Regions from separate parts of the Gossypium hirsutum genome. Here region 2 is linked to region 1. The links are chromatin contacts, called in public Hi-C maps. All regions are on one chromosome and are shown on one strand. The core of a region is the stretch at or near the end of the contact, and the rest is flanking DNA. Distances in the headings are between cores, read along the strand shown.

Region 1 (3,460 bases), core at 426-2,925:
ACTGAGCAGACAATACCCCTTTAAAGTTTACTCTGCCAATTAAGTGGCACAGATGAGAAGTAAATTCCTATCTGGCCTTTACCTAAGAACCGTATATGACTAGTAATGCTGGTATGTAAGGCCATACTTCCAAAAGGAATCCTGACAGAGATTATAAATTAAACATAGTTATGACCGTTGACTATATATGACCAAGCTGATGTGCTAAGATAGTTAACCCAAAAAAACATAGAGCCTTTCTATTGGGCATTATAAACAATCTGATTGAGTGACTTGAAATGAGATAAGATCAGAGACCAGGCATGCTTATATGCAACCCAAAAATGTCATCAGATTCAATTTCTTCCAACTCCATGCTACTATCTTTACTTTTGTCAAGTTGTTTCTTTCAATGAAGTAAAAGAAAAATGATACTAAAGTTGTATCTTCGGAGGTGTGTACCTTCAGTATTACCAGCTTGACATTAGGATCCTCCTCGTAGGCAAGAAAAAGTTCTAGTAACCGAGAAATCTGCCGTTGAAAGAGATAACATTATTACTATTTCATGTTTCAAACAATTAATGTGACCAAAAGGTCTTTGACAGACAATATATGATACTCATGCAGATAACATAGAAATAGAGAAGAAAAGCATGTGCAAGGTACAGATCCTGAATACACAATTTTCTTGTAAAGGACAAACTTGATAGGTTATCGTATGTAGTCAACAGTTGACAAAGAAGGCATGTAAAGAAGACCATAAGAACTAGCAGCTAGAAAAATAACTAGCATAAAAAATTGTTTGACCTTTCGGGCTAGAGACATTTGATCAAGCAACATGTGGTGCACCTAGGAACTGTTCTCCAGAAGGTGGTAAAATGCAAAAAATTTAAAAAATAAAAAATAGAAGGGCATTGAGCTTTTTTTTAAGGTGAGATTCTTTTTTACTAGTAACAGTACTAAAACTCATTGTATGACACAGGGGTAGTTCCCAAATACTGAAAGAGTTTAAGCAGCTTATTAAGAAGAGATCATACCATCTGAAATGAAAGGGCATTGAGCTGCTTAGGCCGGTTTAAGGTTAGAATTCTTGCGAAGGAGTTTTCTTCTACTAGAACCTGCAGAGGTAATGAAGAAATATAAGTGAACCTTCCCAAATATTACCAAAGCTAGTTAACGCAGTGAAGCAAGGAGAAATTCTCATTATCCAAAAAAAAAATGACATATTTGTAATTGAAATGGAAAATCAACAAGAAATTATTTCAATTACAAAGACAATAAAGGAAGTTGGAATTGATTTTAAGTTAATTGAAGCTCTATGGAGAAGCAATGAGAGAGAGGATAGGGAAGGTTTTATGGGTTATCTCCTAGAAAACACGATCTTCGGAATGCCAAATTAAGTCTTTGGAGTGAAGAAAAACATTAGAATACAGAATTTAAAATAATAATAATAAAAAACCCAAGATTGCAGAAAAGGGGGAAAAAGAAGGGGGAAGGACCTGATCATGTTGGGAAGAAACGGAGGAAGACATTGGATTGGAAGTTGAAAGTAGGAGGTTGGGTTATGAGAAGGAGGAGAAATAAGTGGGAAAAAATGAGAGGATAGATGTAAAGAAAAGAAAAATTGGGTCATAAAGAAGGCGAAGGTCTTTATCGGTTGGGTCTTGGTTCTTATTCTAACCATCCGGCTAGAGCCTAGAGATATCATCTTAAGATGACGTTGTTTTTAATTAATTTTTATCCTTTGCTAAAATGGGAATAAATAATTAATTATTGTGATATATGAATTTAAATGTTAGTTAGATTATAAGGAAATAATTATATGAGAAGTCATTTGGAATTACAAGCTCTACGGCTTAAACAAATCAACTTCCAACTCCATATTGGTAGTAGAGCTCTGGTGTTGTAGGTAAAAATGAATCCATTACTTCCCTCAAGTCCCAATGCTTATCACAGCTACTGATTAAATGCTAAAAATATATATTTTATGTAATTTAATTGGTCAATTTATGAGAATGCACCATTGATTTTTTCATGTTTATATTAAATTTTATACAGGGGTACAATTTGGGGATAAATAGAAGAAAAAGGAAACAATTGGGCTACATTGAAGAAAGGAGCAAAGAAGGTGGGCCAAAGCAGAATTTTTCCAAGATGTAATTAGCTGAAATTTTATGTTACTTAGTGGGAGATTATGTAGGGATTTTTATATCATGAAATATTTTATTTCCTCTAGTGTCTCTTAATTTGGCAAAGCCACTAGTATAAATAGGGGGCTACTATGTTCATTTATTCATCAAGTGTTTTTCATCAAGTTTTTAATCAAGCTTTCATCTTCTGAAATATAATCTTTCCTTTCTTCTTTATTTGCTGGCTTTAGTTCCTTATTTTCTTTTCCCATTTATTAATTTCCTGCCTTAGAAATATAACACTAGCAGCCAAACCTTGCGTCACCTACACCTACCCACCTACATTTCTTTTTCATTTATCCAACCCTCTTCAAATATGCCCAACTCCAACATGCCCCAAACATTAGTCAGCTAAATCCATTTCAGCTTTAGGCCGGTGTTAGCTTCGTCAAGGTCCGTGAGTTGCGAACCCCAACAATTCAATTCCTAATTTTCAGTATTTATTACTTCTCCGGATTAATAGTATGATTTTGTCAACTCACAAAGTCAAATAAACACTAAGTCAAAAAAGACGTCGTTTGAGTTAGTGTGGTTAGACATACAGTTGGAATTCCGAGGATCGATTGTCTAATCGGTTTTCCGTGAACACATTGGCGTGCCAAGTGGGGATTGCTGTTTGGTTCCGTCAAGGGAAGTAGTAACCGGATTTAAATGTCCCACGCGGTTGAGGACATTGGTTAGAGCTAGGCTCTTCTAAACAGCAAAGCTGCCAAAGTTTTAAACCACGAACGTTTCGTTGGTTGTTCGATCAGTAAGGGTTAGTTATAGGTCGTTCCATAACTAATTTACACAAGGAAGAGTTGGTGTCCGAGGCGTCCTTGGTAGCTATAACTAGCTTATTGGAAAAGAGGAGTTCATCTAATTTCGAGGATCGGTTCAAAGACGAGGAAAAACCCGTGCCTGAAGCTGAGCTAAGTTTAATTAATTTTTCTTCAGATTTATTTAACTGTTTTTATTATTTTATTTTTAGTTTTTACTTTTCACTCATTTTTTCCCTGTTTATTTCAGGTTTTCAATTTTATCCTCCCCCAAATTTCTTGGGCACGACAACTGCCCAGACACGAATCTGGTCGAGAAAGAGCAACGATTTTACGTGAACCCAGTCTCTGAAGGATCGACCCTACTCCCTATACTGCTTAAATTGCAAATTAGGCGTAGGTTTATATTGGTGGACTCGACAACCATCAGCTACTGATTTGAGTTAAAACATGTCCATCCCTGTCCTGCAATGTCCTTTTCTCAATACCACATTTGGGACTTCCCCATTAGCTCTCAAACAAAAAAATATAATT
Region 2 (3,460 bases), core at 694-3,193, 130 kb after region 1:
ATATAAAAATATTAATGATTCCCAAATTAGGAAATATAGGGTTTTTGACAAAAACCTAATATACTTGAAATAAGGGATGTGTGAGGTCTAGCAACCGTCAAGTAATTTTTCTCTCTAAAAAATTTTTAGAGAGTACTTACCGTTCGTTATCACACTGGGTGGATTATGTAGAGGCCGAAACGTTTTTGTAATGGCTTGGAATCGAAACACAATTGTGTAATCTACTTTTTTTTATTTTTCAGACGATTAAAGGTAATTGTTCGTATCCTTTTCACCCCGATTCGTTCCTTGCACATGGATCCCTGGATGTGATCGTTAGATTTAACTTTTCGCTGTGCCATGGGGTGTACTGGTGATCCAACAATTGATTCAGGTCACATATGATGGTTAAGGATCTTATTGATTCAAATTTATGCACTTTGAAAAGTAATATCCTCCATCGATTTTCAATTATGAAGAGTAAAAATCTATTGAGAAAATCTCTATTGGTTCTCCTTGTGTTCAAGATGAACTTATGTGGCATTTTTTGAAAGATGGAATCTACAATGCTTGATAATGGTATCAGTGACTCATATCTTGACCTCGTTATGTTTTGGCACAGTGACATATTTAGCCCTAATGTTTATCCTTTTTGTCACTTTGGCTTTAATACATTTTTGTCACTTTAGTCCTTAACCTTTCTAATTTAGTCAAATTGTTGCTTGTTGGAAGGAAAAGCTAACTAGACTATTAAAATTTTAAGTACATTAACTTGGTAACTTGCGTGATTGTCCATGTGTACTTCATAAAAATTAAAAATAAAAAATAAAAAATTTAAAATATTTCAAGAAGTTCAAAAAGTTCATACTTTTTTTTTCTTTTATAAAAAAACTATCCATGTCAGTAATGAAGTACATGTTGATTGCCATGTAAGCTACCATGTCAACATCTTTAAAACTATAGGAGTTTAATTAGTTTTTTCATCCGGAAGGCATCAACTTGGATATATTTGAAGGGTTGTGTATCAACATGATAAAAAAAATTAGGTCCAATTTGACAAAAGAGATAAATGTACTTAGAAGCTAAATTCTTTTTTTTTTTAAATTTAAGTGTGTCCAATGTTGGCAATGGCTTTTCTCATAAGGGATGGAAACATCTATGGAATCTCAAAGTGGTTCATAAGATAAAAAAGATTTATTTGGAGATCTTGTCACAATGAGGTTGCTACCAAAGAAAACCTTGTTAAGAGATTGAGGGAAGTGAACCCTAATTGTTTGAGATGTGAGGAGGAAATGGAGTTAGTTGAGTGTGCACTCTTTTTCTGTCCCTTCACCAAGGTAGTCTAGGGAGTTTCGGGTTTTAGGTATTGATTTTGGAGGGAGGATTCTCAAGCTTTGAGGACTGGTGGGTAAGCATTTATGCGCACCTTCTGTTCTTTTTGTTCTTAAAACTTGCTCGCCCTTATGTGTTGGTATATATGGAAATTTGACAGTCACTCCCTTTTTGAGGGCCCTCCTCTAACTTGATAACGGTTTGGCAACAAGTGCTCCAAGACTTCACTTGCTCTTTTTGAGTCATTAACTCATAGTAGGGGCCCTCAATTTTAGGATGCTCAAGGGAAAAAAAGATAAGAAATGGTCTAATGTAATTCTTGAGTCTGATTGCTTTAATGTGATTGCCAAGATATTATTCTTGTTTTTGTTTGTTGTGAATTGTTTTTGGTTATCAAATTATGAAAAGTAGTAAAATATGGTCCACCTATTTACTTGTAAAAGTGAAAACACCCAAAAATCTAAAACAATTGGGAAAAAACAAAAATAAAAAAATTAAGTAACCATTTTTATTTGAAGGATGTTTTCTTAATGACCGGATGGTTAATCCACACCATGAGCTTCAAACACTCTTCTTCCTGTAGTAACTGTGTTTGTTAAAGAAGCAAAAAGTTGCACCGCACCGATCACACTCAACAATACAGAGCAACGAGTAGTTATTGCGGAATAGAATTAAAACAGCAAAAAAAAAAAAAAAGTCGTTCCAACCGATCAAATACCTTGTGATTCTCTCTCTCACGCGACTTTTATGAGTGACATCTCTCTTATAACCAACATTATTCTGTCAAAAAAAAAAGTTCTTTAATTTCAAAACTAGTTATAAACTCTCTTATAACCAACTTTTATGAGTGACATCTCTTATAAAAACTTCATTTTATGAGAATAAAAATATACAAAGTTAAAAAATAGTTAATAAAACGTTAACGAATTTTCTATCTTTAGCCCTTCCATTCTTTCAGGCCAGCGAAGCATTTAAAGGCATTCTCACCACAAACTTTTCCTGTATATAATTATTATAAACTCTCTCTCATTTTCCCCTCCCCTCGCTGACAAACATTTTTTTCTCTCACTTTCAGCTTTGCATTTCGTCTCTTTTGGGGAAGGTGGTTTGATATGGGGGCCTCCTGGATTTTGCCAGATCTCGGAACCGAGATCCTGATCCCGGTTTGTGCCGTGATTGGAATTGCCTTTTCTCTCGTTCAATGGATTCTCGTTTCCCGGGTCAAGCTCTCTCCCGGTCGAGACTCTGGTGCCCCCGGTAACAACGGTGCCGCTGGTAAAAACGGCTACGCTGATTACCTCATTGAAGAAGAAGAAGGTCTCAATGACCACAATGTTGTTGTTAAATGTGCTGAAATCCAAAACGCCATCTCTGAAGGTTGGTACCCTCTTCACTTTTTATTTTTTAAAGCTTTTTTCGATCTGGGATTTCGAAAAAAAAAAAAAAGAGAAACTTTCGGTCTTTCCTTATGTTGTTTTTGTTTTTGGTTTTCACGTTTGAATTACTTAGCCGTAATGGGTACTCGGAAAAAAACGTGTTTTTTTTTTCTCGCTGTCGTGAGACATTTCGATTTTTATGTTGTGAAAGTTTAGATCTTCAGTTTCACATTATATTATGTTATTTATTGATATTGGATTTCTTGGTTTGTCTGTATAAATTTTGGTGATGTGGTTTAACTTAGAAGAATGAGTTTTGGAGCACGAGGTTTTCTGTTTCACCATGCTTTCCTTGTTAAAGTTTTAGTTTTTATTTTTAAAAAACAAAATATTCTTATATTCATTTTATGTATTCAAAAGCCATGAAAAACTACAGCATGTACAAGCTATCTTTTATTTATATATATAAAAAAATGTGTGCTCCAATGAGTGTTTTCTTCAGATCGAAGTGTATGGTGATGGGGTAATTTGGAGTTTGGACCCACGTGTATTTATTAATTATATCTTACAATCAATATATGGTTAAGCTGGTGTGTTGATTTTCTGTTTGCACATTGAGAACATAATTGAGATCTAGGCTTTTTTCTTTCCTTTTTGTCTTTTTGGGTTTAAACTTTAGGTTTTGTAGCAGAAGCCATAATGGCATTGAAAGACTTTTGGACATTTCCTCATAATTGCATGCTTACTATGTGAAAATTTGTTCCAACTGATTA

Evidence for each region. Hi-C and Micro-C count contacts between places; a contact is called where the count stands out from the background.
Region 2: a contact with region 1 is called in a Hi-C map of leaf, with 5 times the contacts expected there. The contact joins the promoter of LOC107912554 here to the promoter of LOC107912542 in region 1. A contact is called at or near these places in 15 of 34 Hi-C or Micro-C datasets (anther, fibers, hypocotyl and 2 more).

What each region holds. Positions count from the first base shown.
Region 1 is chrD08:23,926,846-23,930,305 of Gossypium_hirsutum_v2.1, forward strand. LOC107912542 (3-hydroxyisobutyryl-CoA hydrolase 1) reads right to left here and starts at 1,676. Exons shown (of 14, transcript XM_016840760.2): 1 at 1,479-1,676; 2 at 1,017-1,097; 3 at 442-510. The coding sequence starts at 1,511.
Region 2 is chrD08:24,057,692-24,061,151 of Gossypium_hirsutum_v2.1, forward strand. It overlaps LOC107912554 (pyrophosphate-energized vacuolar membrane proton pump), which reads left to right and starts at 1,944. Exons shown (of 9, transcript XM_016840789.2): 1 at 1,944-2,288; 2 at 2,387-2,688. The coding sequence starts at 2,424.